2 separate regions of the Mus musculus genome follow, and region 1 is linked to region 2. A link is a contact called in public HiChIP or PLAC-seq data. All regions are on one chromosome and are shown on one strand. Each heading gives the region's core, a stretch centred on a gene start, on an enhancer-like site or on the middle of the called end of the contact. The rest is flanking DNA. Distances are from core to core; before and after follow the strand shown.

The links. HiChIP or PLAC-seq counts read pairs in DNA pulled down with a chosen protein or histone mark.
Region 1: an H3K27ac HiChIP or PLAC-seq map of VIP interneurons shows a contact between it and region 2, with 3 times the contacts expected there. The contact joins the promoter of Kcnmb2 here to the enhancer-like site in region 2. A contact is called at or near these places in 1 of 39 promoter capture datasets (embryonic stem cells), 4 of 484 Hi-C or Micro-C datasets (the C2C12 cell line, cortical glia, nephron progenitors and 1 more), 5 of 115 datasets of contacts at active chromatin or transcription factors (SST interneurons, VIP interneurons, embryonic forebrain and 2 more) and 3 of 9 other capture datasets (embryonic stem cells, liver and pancreatic islet).

What each region holds. Positions count from the first base shown.
Region 1 is chr3:31,900,822-31,903,954 of GRCm38.p6, reverse strand. It overlaps Kcnmb2 (potassium large conductance calcium-activated channel, subfamily M, beta member 2), which reads right to left and starts at 1,252. Exons shown (of 6, transcript NM_028231.2): 1 at 1,030-1,252. Gm34031 (a long non-coding RNA gene) reads left to right here and starts at 1,781. Exons shown (of 3, transcript XR_389652.3): 1 at 1,781-1,899.
Region 2 is chr3:31,788,973-31,791,897 of GRCm38.p6, reverse strand. No RefSeq gene overlaps it. Among named protein-coding and RNA genes, the nearest start is that of Gm33886, 100 kb to the right of the region's middle. Within about 2 kb of position 1,402, at least 3 of the 459 cell types and tissues checked have an H3K27ac peak or open chromatin away from gene starts, as enhancers often do. A contact at or near this core is called in SST interneurons and VIP interneurons, where this site is marked.

The sequences.
Region 1 (3,133 bases), core at 3-2,502, 110 kb before region 2:
CCACGGAGGGACACATTCACTTTGTCCCTGCCACTTCACACTGAGGGTCACAAGCAATGACAGTACTGGCACCGGGGATCAAATTGCAGAAACATTGGTTTTGGATCATTGTACTTTTGCCTCTGAAATCTCCGCGGGTGGTTCCTACCTTCCCTCTCTAGTAGAGCTGTACAGAGCCCATCTGAAGTGCAAGGAGATGTATGCAGTTCCTTGCCAGTGCTAATCATTGCCCCCTCCTCCCGGACTGTGGAACCCAACCGCTCCTCTTATCTTCAAGGAAGATTAAGCTTTCGAGCTATTCATTAACAAAATAAAAGGTCAAGTCCTTAACCTCTAAAGAATTCCCGTTTCCATCTGCAGCCCAGCAGTTGCTCAAAGGCAAGAACACGAACAGAGAGAAAGCCCCTTCTTTACTCTCAAACTCCCGGTCTGTTTTTAGCAAAGCCATTAATAGGAACAGAATGGTGTGGACCAGCCTTTCAATATGCAAGATGGACAGAGGTAACCAGATTTCTCTTATAGTAGATTATAGGGGGAAATCCATCACTATCTTCTGAAATACCCTCTGACCACCAAAACACACTGACTCCAGGAATATATATTTACCTAACAGGTTTCAAGTTCAGCACGGCTTCCTCCTCTATTTTTCTTGGCTCTCTCTGCCTCCCACCTGCCAAAGTCTTCTCTCAGTGCCCCCTCCCCAGCCTATCAGGCACCACTGGTAAGAAAAGAACTGTTTTCTCCATGACCTCTAAGCCTTCTACTCCACCGAAAGCAACGTGGAGTGCACACTCAGCAGGCTGCGATCGAGCCCGGAGCCAACCTGTCCATGAGGCTTTCCAGACATAAAACCTCACACTGCCCAGTGTGTCTTGTGTTTTGGTCAGCGTGGAGCCCCAAGTCAACCAAGCCTCTCTGTAGCACCTGGCTGCAATCCCTGACCGACCACAGGCACCCCAGCGCTGAGCCCAGCGACAACAAAAAGCTCCAAACAGCAACAGATTCCTTTGTTTTACATGCAAATCCTACCTTCAGGAGTTGTCACATCTTCCTCAAAAGCCACGCTTAATTTTTAATGACAGTGATCCCGTGTAGTCCTCCACACAGCCACCGGTCCTCATCTTTACCTTTCCTGCTGGCTGTCTTTGTGGACCATTGATGTCACACCCTCGCTAACTCATAGCTTTACTCCTCGCTCAAAATGTCTGCAAGAGTTTGGAAGGACAATAGGAGTGACAGGCACGCTAGACAGCCATGCTTAAGATTAGTTCTCCGAAGCTCTGTGGAAGCCGGTCCAGACTGTTTTTAAAAGCGTGCAGGAGGTAGGATTTATTAGCCTATGACAGGCACGCTGCTTCTGTTTTTATTAAATACTGTAATAGGCTGTCTGTTAGCATCGCTGTGATAGGTCCAGCATTTCTTCCCCACTGCTTTCGAATTTTCATACTGAAAAGGGAGCGGAGCCTGATCTGACTTCCCTCCTAGCTCTGCGGCCACCCTACCTACTAGATTAGATTTCCAAATCCTCTAACTTCGGAAGAAAGAACTCCTCCTGTAAATAAGCTCTCTCTAGGAGGGTGAACTTGGGAGTAAACACCCTTGGAATCCCCAAGTGATCCTGTTAGTCCCAGCAAGGGACTCTTGCTTTCCCAAGTTAGAAAAAGACATTATTTCCAGAGCTAGGCGAGAGGATCCTTTCACACAGGGAAAGTTGTGATGGGTAACTGAGGATGCCTTATGGCATGTACTCACCTGAAGTCTCAAATGTTGTATCAGACGGACAGCATGCATCAGAAAACAGATGAACTCATTAGGGCATGTCGGCTGCACAGTTCTTTGCTCCATGCAAAGGTCACCATTTTTCCTGCATCACTGCTCTCTCCATGGAAAGAATGGAAGGTGGGTAGAGGAGCTTGGGATGGGTGCCCTGCCTTGGTGTGGTCCTTTACACAGTAGTGACATAGAAACACTGGCCAGAGAGGAGGCTGTTCTGTGTGTGCAAACACACATCACTCTGAAAAGTGTTTTTCCGGACAGGAATGCAAAAACAAAGTTCTTGCCAGAGAATGTTTTAATGCTCCAACTACCCAGGTTTAGTCTTTTTTTTTTAACTCGGTTTTCCTTTCTCTTCTCTTGCTACCTCAGAACCATAGTTATATAGTAGTTACTATGGAAACTGAGTGGTCGGCACTAAGGGAGGGGCTTAGAGACCAGCAGATGCAATATGGACAGGAGTGTTCTATGTTGGACTATGGAACAGAAATTGAATAGTGGTAATGAACATCTTACAGCCACTGCCAGTGACCCTCTGGAAGACCATCTCAGGGGCATGATTCTAAGTTGCCACTGTTTAATTGTGGGCATTTTTGCTGTTTGGGAGTACGACATTGAGCAGACCCACATCCTCTTCCACATAATAACTGAATATCAGAATTGCTCTCATATCGGTCCAAAGATTTTGCTTTCATTCCTTTCTTTCTTTCTCATGTTCCTGGCTGCTGGTTTGAATATACCCTGATTATATTTGAATTTTAGCTGTTATTTGATTGGTTACAGTTTTTTCTTGGGAATAAAATGTGATTCAGTAGGAAAAAAAGACTCTCTTTGTATCACAAACCATAATCATACTTCATTCTGAGTGAGTGTCCTTACATCATTTCCTTAGAGCTAACCCTGGGCCTGAATATGAAGTTTGAATTTTGAAAGATAACCCTGGACCCACTGGATTGATACAACAGAAAGAAGAGTTTCTTCTTGTTTTTAGCTCCTCAAATAGAAAAGAAACTTTTTTTTCTTTTTTTTTTTTAAAAGAAGTTTTGCTCATCACTTGGTCATCTAAGAGAAACCATTTCAGAAATAGTTAAATATTCATAATTGTAAAGAGAGCAGAAGAAGTGCTGATTACTGTCATCAGTATCTTAATTTCATGGTAATTGGAGCAATTCACACAACTGTTGACACAAAACAAGGCTCTCATCTCCAAGGGAATAAGAGAATATTCGGGAATCAAATTTGATGGCCAAAGCCCAGGAAACATAGAACTACATTCCCATGGTTTCCCCTTGTCCACATGGAAGCAGTGGAAGCCGGTTTCTTAGAGTTCAAACAATGACAGCTGTAAGTCAAGGGGTTT
Region 2 (2,925 bases), core at 153-2,652:
CCTTAACTGAAGAATGCATAAAGAAAATGTCGTATGATTACACAATGGAATTCTATTCAGCTATTAAAAACAAAGGCATTGTGAAAATATTCAGGCAAATGGATGGAATTGGAAAATATTATCCTGAGCAAGGACCCCAAACCCAGAAAGTACAAAACTGGACATTAAACATAAGGTACAGGATAACCATGCTACAATTCACAGACCCAAAGAAACCAACTAATAAGGAGGTCCCAAGGGAGGATATGTGAATCTTACTCTGAAGGGGAAACAAAAAATAGTCATTGGTGGTAGATGGAGAGAGGGAAACGGGTGGAAGAGGGGGTGAGTACGGTAACTGGGATGATGATCAGGTGTGGGGTGGGACTGTGGGAGAAGTCTGGGAATGAGAGTGGCAACAGATTGGGGCATCTCTGGGAGTAGCTAGAGACCTGGGATGGGGGAGGTTCCTGGGACTCTATGGGAGTGACCCTGGCTGAGACTTCTAGCAGTGGGGGAATATGGAGATTGAAGTGGCCACTTCCTATAGCCAGGTGGGACTTACAGTGGGGGGAGCAGGGCATCAATCCACCCACAAAACCTTTAACCCAAACTGTGTCCTGCCTATAAGATGCGCAGATCTAAAGATGAAGCAGAGATTGAGGGCCAGCCAATGACTGGCCCAACTTGAAACACAATCCCTTGTAAGACAGCCAATCCATGACATGGTTAATGATATTTTGCTGGGCTTACAGACAGAAGCCTAACAGAACCGTCTCCTGAAAGCAGATGCAGAGGCCCACAGGCAAACATCAAGCGGTGCTTGGGGAATCTTGTAATAGTGGGAGATAGAATTGAGTGAGCTGGTGGGATCAAAGACACCACAGAAAGCCTAAAGAGTCAACTAATCTGGGCCCGTAGGGGCTCACAGAGACTGAACCATCAACCAAAGAGCATTCAGGGGCTGGACCTAGTCACCTTACACATTTCTAACAGATGTGCAGCCTGGTCTTCATGTGGGTCCCCTAACAATTGGAGAGGGACCTGTCTCTGAGTCAGTTCCTGGCATTGGATCCTTTCTCCTAGATGGACTACCTGGGGGGAGGGGATGTTAATGGGAGAGGAGGAACTAGGGCCTATGGCAACTAGATGTCCCAGGTGGGGTGGTACCCACGGGTGCTTCCCCTTCTCTGAGGAGAATGGGAGGGAGTAATGGGGGAGGAGGAGGAGGAATTTGTAAGGGCGGGATTGCAGGAGAGGAGGAATCGGGAGGGGTACGATCTGCATGTAAAGTGAATACACAAAAAAGTAAATTTTAAAAAGCTTCAGTTTAAAAAATTTAAACCACCTTTAAGTGTTAGGTTTATCATTTTTGGCCCAAGGCTGACACCTTGTGGACATTTCCAGTAATTGTGAGCTTATTCTCTGTTCTCTGTACAGTGGTTACATCTAAGCAGGTGTACTGGCAATTTAAATTACAGAGAAACAAGCAAAGCAAAGGACAGTTAACTGAATTTTTAAAGCCTTGGGGGAACTTACTTCAGAATTTGATTTAAATTTACTTTTATTATTCACTTGCTTTTAGTGTTTGCCCAGACAAAAATATTAATTTATACTTTCTAGGTTCTGCTCAGATTGTTAAATTAACCAATTTCCAAATCAAAGGCTGTTTTCTTTCTGCTTCACTGTAGTATCGGTCCAGTTGTGTAGTCAATGACCAACTCTCTGAGAACTTCCCATCACCAATAGGCCTCAATGGGAATAAAGGCTATTAATGGCTACAAATGGATAAGAAGGGCCAGTGCTCACTGAAAAGCTAGAAGTCTTTGCTGGAAAATCTTTAATGTTTCCAGGCGGCAGAAGCTGAGGGTTAGGCAGGCTCATGGTCCTCATAAGCACAGGCCTGTCTGATGACCTTTGCTAAATATTTTTATGCATACTATATCTACCAACTTAATATAAATTCTTTGCTAGCAGATATAAACTACTTCCTAAAAATTGCCTTTATTGCAACTGCTGCCACCATGCTCCCTTTCCTAAAAACTCAATCTTTATTTTTTTAGTTTTTATTGGATATTTTCTTTACTTACATTTCAAATATTATCTCTTTTCCTGGTTTCAGCCTATCCCATCCTACCTCCCCCTGCTTCTATGAGAGTTTTCTTCCACCCACCCACCCCAAACCACCTCCCTGCCCTCAATTCCTCTACACTGGGGCATCTATCAAGCCTTCATAGGACCAAGGACCTCTCCTCCCACTGATGCATGACAAGGCCATCCTCTGCTACATATGCAGCTGGAGTCATGTGTACTCCTTTGTTTATGGCTTAGTCCCTGGGATCTCTGAGAGGGGTGGGGGGGGGTTCTGGTTGGTTGATATTGTTTTTCTTCCTGGGATTGCAAACCAAATCAACTCCTTTATTCCTTTCTCTCTAATTCCTCTATTGGGGACACTGGCTCAGTCCAATGGTTGGCTGTGAGCCTGCACCTCTCTGCATTTGTCAGGCTCTGGCAGGGCCTCTCAGGAGACAATCATATCAGGCTCCTTCCAGCATGCACTTCTTGGCATCCACAATAGTGTCTAGGTTTGGTAACTGTATATGGGATGGATCTCGGGAAAGCCTCTGGACGGCCAATCCTGTAGTCTCTTTTCTACACTTTAGCTCCATAATTGCTCCTGTGAGTATTTTGTTCTCCTTCTAAGAAAGACTGAGCACCCACACTTTGGTTTTCCTTCTTATTGAACTTCTTATAATCTGTGAATAGTATCTTGATTATTTGGAGCTTTTGGGCTAATATCCACTTATCAGTGAGTGCATACCATGTGTGTTCTTTGGCAAATGGGTTACCTCACTCAGGATGATATTTTCTAGTTCTATCCATTTGCCTAAGAATTTCATGAATTCATTGTTTTTAATAGTGGAGTAGTATTCCATTGTGTAAATG